Regions from separate parts of the Macaca mulatta genome. Here region 2 is linked to region 1. Evidence: chromatin contacts called from public Hi-C data. All regions are on one chromosome and are shown on one strand. The core of a region is the stretch at or near the end of the contact, and the rest is flanking DNA. Distances in the headings are between cores, read along the strand shown. Region 1 holds the start of IFIT3 (interferon induced protein with tetratricopeptide repeats 3). Region 2 holds the start of IFIT5 (interferon induced protein with tetratricopeptide repeats 5).

Region 1 (3,179 bases), core at 370-2,869:
TTTCCCATTTGGAAATTTTTAGCACTGCTGGAGAGGAGCAGCCCAACCTCTTCCTGTTCCTACAGCCTCTGGAAATAGGAGCACCTTGATGTGAACCTGAGTCCAGCATAGTTCAGAGAGTCCCCCTCAGACCTCCTCAGGTCAGTGGCTATAGACAAAGCTAAAGACAGGACCCTGCAAAACCTTTCCTGCAAGCTGCTTACTAAGATGCTGGGTAGTGCCTGGCTTCTGGTCAACCCCACTCACACAGACACAACTGACATCGCTCTTGACCAGGAACTTACTCTATATAAAAGGGTTAGCCTGAGGTATTTGGCAGTGAATTCCTCTTACCCATTTCATCCCCAAACATGACATTGCAGAGCATCTTCAAGTCCTTGGGGCAGAGGATAGGGAATCCAGTTTTCCTTTTCTGTCCCCCTAAATGGTTGATGGGGTCTTCCCTCCCTGGCAATCACTTCCTCACTCCTTCCCTGGAGATGCTTGGTGGGAAAGGCATCCTTTTCTCTTAGTTCTCCCTGACGTGCTATCCCCTGAAGAACTCCAGGAGGTCAACATATATATTTAAAAATCAAGTTTACTGAGATTATACTTTATATACAATAAGATGCACCCATTTTCAGTGTATAGTCTGATGAGTTTTGATAAATGTTTATGCTTATGTAGCCACCACCACTACCTCCCTATAGACTATTCCTATGATTCCAAAAGATTCTTTTGGGAGCCTTCCTACTCAATCCCCCCCATCTCCAGGCAACCACTGATTTGCTTTCCATCATTAGAGATTAGAACAGTTTTAGATAAGAGATTAGGTCATTACACTTTTGAGGAGAAATTCTTTTCTGCTGCTGACCAGCATTCACTACATCAATAAAAATAAGTGCTAAACTTTGGGTTTGTTTTTATATAAGAAATGACAAAAACGCTCCTTTGTAAGAATTGTTTCTTGCACTTCCCACCTTAAAGTAATGCAACGTTTCAGGGCAAAATTGCCCTCTTCATGAGTGGGTCTGCGGTATTGATTATATCTTTCACAGTATCTGTTGAAAATAAATTCCTCCTTTTAAAATTACAAGAAAAAACGCCTGTGACTTAATCTTTTCAAGCAAAATGGCAGTAACAGAAAAGCCCCAGAAGAGTAATTCCCTTAGGTCTACCCTTGAATCAGCAAAGTTTGTGGCTGAGTGAAATACACTGCTCCTGCCAAGCCTTCCTCTCATCACAGGGAATAGCTGCACACAAGGAGGAAACATGAGCTGATGCATTCCCCACTCTGCCTCCCCCGTATATAGTTCCATAGGGAACAGTTCCAGAAACTTAAGGAGCCTGTGTATACACCAAAAAAAGCCACAGGGAAAAAACCCTCAAACATCTTATAAATGCTCAGACTGATAAAGACATATTGAATCTATAAACATCAGGACAATTCAGGAATGTGCCTGCACAGTAAGAAGCTCAACTTACAATGTGCACTCAATAACAAGCATGATTCTGCATTTTTATTTCACTGACCTCATGACTGCTCTCTGCGTCTCTGCTGTTCCAAAAAGCTGGTAACCAGGCTGATTTGTTCTTCAGAAATCTTCCTGTCTGCCTCAACTAAATACTGAAGGAACTACATAAAGGGGTGGGAGAGTAGGGCACGCATCAGCTGATGTTTTGAGTAATTGCTCTTAGGGGAAGGAAGAGGAAACTGGAAAGTGAAACTAATTTAAAATCGTCAGGAGGAGGAAAATGAAACCTAACAGCTTGAGACCTGCAACGGGTGAGCCAGAGTACATTGTTCAAAATCATGACTAAAATTTGTTTGAGAGAATGTGGAAGTATTCCTAATGTAAATCAAAAAATTAAATTCTAAGGCCATACTCACCAACCACGTGACTGGACCCCTGCTTTTGGCCAACGGCATTCCAAAGTTAACCTGAAAATTGATGGGAAGGGGAAGCTGGATATACCTCATTACACCCTTTTTCCTTTTAGAATTACTAATAGAACACACTCTTTTTTTTTTTTTTTTTTGAGACAGGGTCTTACTTTGTTGCCCACGCTGGAATGCAGTGGCATGATCTCAGCTTACTGCAACCTCTGCCTTCTGGGTTCAAGTGATTCTTTTGCCTCAGCCTCCCGAGTAGCTGGGATTAGAGGCGCCCACCACCACGCCCAGCTAATTTTTGTATTTTCAGTAGAGATGGTGTTTCACCATGTTGGTCAGGCTGGTCTTGAACTCCTGACCTCAGGTGATCCACCCACCTCGGCCTCCAAAAGTGCTGGGATTACAGGCGTGAGCCACTGCACCCAGCCACAACATGCTCTTTTCAAGTGTTACAAGAAACATTTATATCCTATTCTCTCTGAAGTCTGCTACCTGCAGGCTTCATCTGCATAATAAAATCTTGATCTCCACAACCCGGACATTCCTTTCTATTGATTGTCTATTGAATTTCTACTGAATGTCTCCAGACATTCCTTTCTATTGATAATAACTCTTTCAACCAATCATCAATCAGAAAATCTTTGAATCTGCCTATGACTTGGAAGCTGCCCTGCTTCCCTGTTTCCAATCGTCCCACCTTTCTGGACCTAGCCAATGTACACCTTACATGTATTGATTGATGTCTTATGTCTCCCTAAAATGTATAAAAACCAAGTCGTAGCCTAGCACTTGTTCTCAGGATCTCCTGAGGGCTGTGTCATAGGCCACAGGTCACTCATATTTGGCTTAGAATAAATCTCTTCAAATGTTTTACAGAGTTTGACTTTTTTTGTCGATATTAGGTATCTGACCATAGGAAACTGCATTTTTTAAGCCAATTCTTATTTAAAAAAATTTTTGTGGCCACATAGAAGGTATATATATTTATGGGGTACATGAAATATTTGATACAGCATACAATGAGTAATAATCACATCAGGGTAAATGACCTCAAGCATTTATTCTTTGTATTACAAACAATCCAATTATACTCTTTTAGTTATTTTGAAATATGCAATAAATTATTGTTGACTATAGTCATCTTCTTGTTCTAACAAACACTAGATCTTTTTTTTTTTTTTTGAGACGGAGTCTCACGCTGTTGCCCAGGCTGGAGTGCAGTGGCGCGATCTCGGCTCACTGCAAGCTCCGCCTCCTGGGTTCACGCCATTCTCCTGCCTCAGCCTCCTGAGTAGCTAGGACTACA
Region 2 (3,274 bases), core at 533-3,032, 73 kb before region 1:
TGTCTACTTAATTTTGTAACTCTGTCTCTGGGAAGCTGATAAGAGAGAAGCTATTGCATCAGAAGAGGGTATCTTTCAGTAATTTTGTTCTTCTGCTAGGAAGAAGCAGTCTTTCATTGTCCTTGGGGGACAGTCCCCAATGGGGCCCAGCCCTTTTCCTCCCCATCCTGCATATGTACGGTGCACACCACCCTCTTTTTTTTTTTTTTTTTTTTTTAAGCCCCATCCTGATAGCACTCTCCTTTCTTAAAAATGTTACATGTGGCCAGGCACAGTGGCTCACGCCTATAATCCCAACACTTTGGGAGGCTGAGAGCGGCAGATCACGAGGTCAGGAATTCGAGACCAGCCTGGTCAACATGGTGAAACCCCCGTCTCTACTAAAGAGACAAAAAATTATCCATGAGTGGTGGCGCACGCCTGTAATCCCAGCTACAAGGGAAACTGAGGCAGGAGGATCGCTTGAACCCGGGAGGCGGAGGTTGCAGTGAGCCGAGATTGAGCCATTGCACTCCAGCCTGGGTGACAGGGCGAGACTCCATCTCAAAAAAAAGTTAGATGTGTGGGTGGCACTTAAACTTTTTTTTAACTTATAATAATGAGAATAGTTAACATTTATTGTGCAAGAATTATGTGCTAAGCAGTCAATTGCTAGGATTTATTATTGTCCTTTTCCACAGTCCCAAGAGATGGTCACCATTAATTTTTACAGATAAGGAACAGACTCACAGAGTTTGAGAAACTTTGTGGTCACTCAACTAGTAGGAGCTCAGTCAGGATTTAGAACAAGGGACTATCTGCTTTTAGAGCCCAAGACCTTAACCTTAACCTCTTATTCCTCAACTCATTAAATGCGGAAGGTTCACTAACCACGTGCAGGGCAGGGTACTAGCCCCTGGGGATACAAAATGATTAAGAAAAGGACGCCATCATACTGAATCAGTAAAGGAGTCAGATAAAGAAATCCTCATAAAATAGCGGATTGGGTGGGATGATAACAATCTGTGCTTGGTACAGAGGTAGCTCCCCGGAAGGGAAGAACTCAGACCCAGAAATCAGAAAGGCAAAATGGCAGTGGCAGGCGAATGTGACACCTGGAGGGCTGCGGCGAAACCGCGTATGCCACACCGAGGGAATGGCAGCTGGAAACAGAGGCACGCGATAGGGCCTAAGGAGACTCTGCATGTAGCAGCTGCCCCCGGAACGGCCCCGGGGGCTCTGCAGGCTCTGACCAGTTTCCCGGAGGCGGCGTCCGCGTGCCCCGCACGGTCTCCGTCGCCGCTTCCGAGAAAAGCCGTCGGGTCGCGCGGGGTGGACAGGCCTCCTGGGGGAGCGTCGCTCGGCACATGCCCTGACAGTCCCGACCGCAGACGCCAGGGATGGGGCAGGCTGCCGGGGAGCATCTCCTGTTCCTCCTCCCTGACTGGCCTCCTCAGGCGCTCGAGAGGGACCGGACTCCGGAGAAGCGTCCACTCGGCCACCCTCCCCGATAGGCCCGACTTCAGACGCCGTGCGCCGGGACAGAGCGCCTGGGGAGGGTCCCCAACGCAGATGCCTGGCTGCCGGGCGCGAGGGGCTTGGCCCCTGAAAAGGCCGCAGAATTGCGCTGGAAATGAATAAAAGATGCCCGGTTTGAAACAAAGGCCAACCCGGGGCTTGGGAGGAGAGGCAGAGGAAAACTCTTACCTCATGATGGCAACGCTCTGCAGGCCGTCAGGGCGGCGCAGTTCCTCGCGCGCTCTCTCTCTCCTCAGCACCTGGGACCGAGGGCAGCCGCGCAGTGGGAGGGCGGGTGCGCGTGCGCGTGCGCGCGCGCGCCCGCCAGGCCGCGGCAGCCCTAGGAGTCGGCCGCGCGGCCCGTCTTTGTTAAAGGAGGTACCCCAACCCCAGCTAGAAGAGGAAACTGGAAATTGAATGTGATGCCCGAGCTCTCAGAAAACGAAACTTAAGAAATGGAAACTTAACGAAGCTTCAGAATCCGAAACTTAATAGAAGAGCTCAAGAGCCGCGGCCAGACGTTTGCGAAGTCCAGGGTTTTTCGGAGTTAAATTTGCAGCTGGGCTCCTGCACTTTGGTCTCGGCTCTTATCTGCCTCTCTGAGTCCGCTGAGTTCGCGTGCTGCCCGTTTAACTCTTTGTTTATTTGAGACAGGGTCTCACTGTGTCACTCAGTCGTGATCTCAAGCGATGCACCCGCCTCTGCCTCCCAAGGTGCTGGGATTACAGGCGGAAACTGAAGTCCCTGCTTCCACTCCAGTCTTTTGATTCAACAAGAAACACGGTAATGCTATACATCTATGCTGTTATTTCTGTTGGGTGTAAGCTAGAGAAATTTGGAGTTAAAATCTATATACATTTTAAGTTTTGACGGATATTACCAAATAGCTTTAAAAATCCACTCCTACCCACAATCGTAGGAGAGTGCTTCTCTTCCAACCTTCGCCAATGGTGCTTTGTGTAATGAGTACCCAATAAAGACGAGAGTGGTATTGGGATCTAGGCAGAAAATGTCAAACACCCACCCATACCTTAAACATTTTGTCCCCTCTGAATTCATTCGGCAGATGTTGACAAACAACTGTAAGAGCCAGACTTTGTTCAAAGTACTGTCAATATAACAATAAAGAAAACAGACTCGGGCCTTACCCTTACTGAGTTAATGTCTGTATTCAAAATCTCAATATCCTGTCCGTAATTCACCTTTTGCATTGATTTTGATTTTTTTTTTTTTTTTTTTTTTTTTTTTTTGAGACAGGGTCTCACTCTGTCGCTCAGGTTGGAGTGCAATGGTGAGATCACAGCTCACTGCAGCCTCAACCTCCAGGGCTTATGCGATCCTCCCATCTCAGCCTCCTGAGTGGCTGGGACTGCAGGTGTCCACCACCATGTCGGGCTCATTACTTTATTTTTTGTAGAGGTGGGGTTTTGCCATGTTGCCCACGCTGGTCTCCACCACCTGGGCTCAAACATTTTTCTAATCCTTAAACATTGTTCCACCCACCTTGGCCTCCCAAAGTGCTGGGATTACAGGCATGAGCCACCATCCCTGGCCTGATTTTGAATTTTTAAAAACATATTGCATTGAAATATTGTCTACCTTGATCACTGAGCTTCTTGGCACCCCACCCCCTAAGACTTAGTGCCTGAAGCTAGTGCCTCATTTAAGGCAATCACTTCTAACAGTTGTGCTGTCTTACACAGAAACTGCTGGTCACATGTGGCTATTAAAGACCTGATTTTTAATTTAATATAAATTTAAAAACTGATAAGTTAAT

Evidence for each region. A called contact is a pair of places that touch in the nucleus more often than the background predicts.
Region 2: a contact with region 1 is called in a Hi-C map of CD4 T cells, with 3 times the contacts expected there. The contact joins the promoter of IFIT5 here to the promoter of IFIT3 in region 1. A contact is called at or near these places in 2 of 14 Hi-C or Micro-C datasets (CD4 T cells and blood).

What each region holds. Positions count from the first base shown.
Region 1 is chr9:101,401,780-101,404,958 of T2T-MMU8v2.0, reverse strand. It overlaps IFIT3 (interferon induced protein with tetratricopeptide repeats 3), which reads right to left and starts at 1,619. Exons shown (of 2, transcript XM_001086192.5): 1 at 1,513-1,619. The coding sequence starts at 1,517. LOC144331164 (a long non-coding RNA gene) reads left to right here and starts at 1,642. Exons shown (of 4, transcript XR_013398117.1): 1 at 1,642-1,765. LOC144331163 (a long non-coding RNA gene) reads right to left here. Exons shown (of 3, transcript XR_013398116.1): 3 at 1,867-1,921.
Region 2 is chr9:101,475,151-101,478,424 of T2T-MMU8v2.0, reverse strand. It overlaps IFIT5 (interferon induced protein with tetratricopeptide repeats 5), which reads right to left and starts at 1,782. Exons shown (of 2, transcript XM_001086665.5): 1 at 1,687-1,782. The coding sequence starts at 1,691. It overlaps LOC144331165 (a long non-coding RNA gene), which reads left to right and starts at 1,785. Exons shown (of 2, transcript XR_013398118.1): 1 at 1,785-2,280.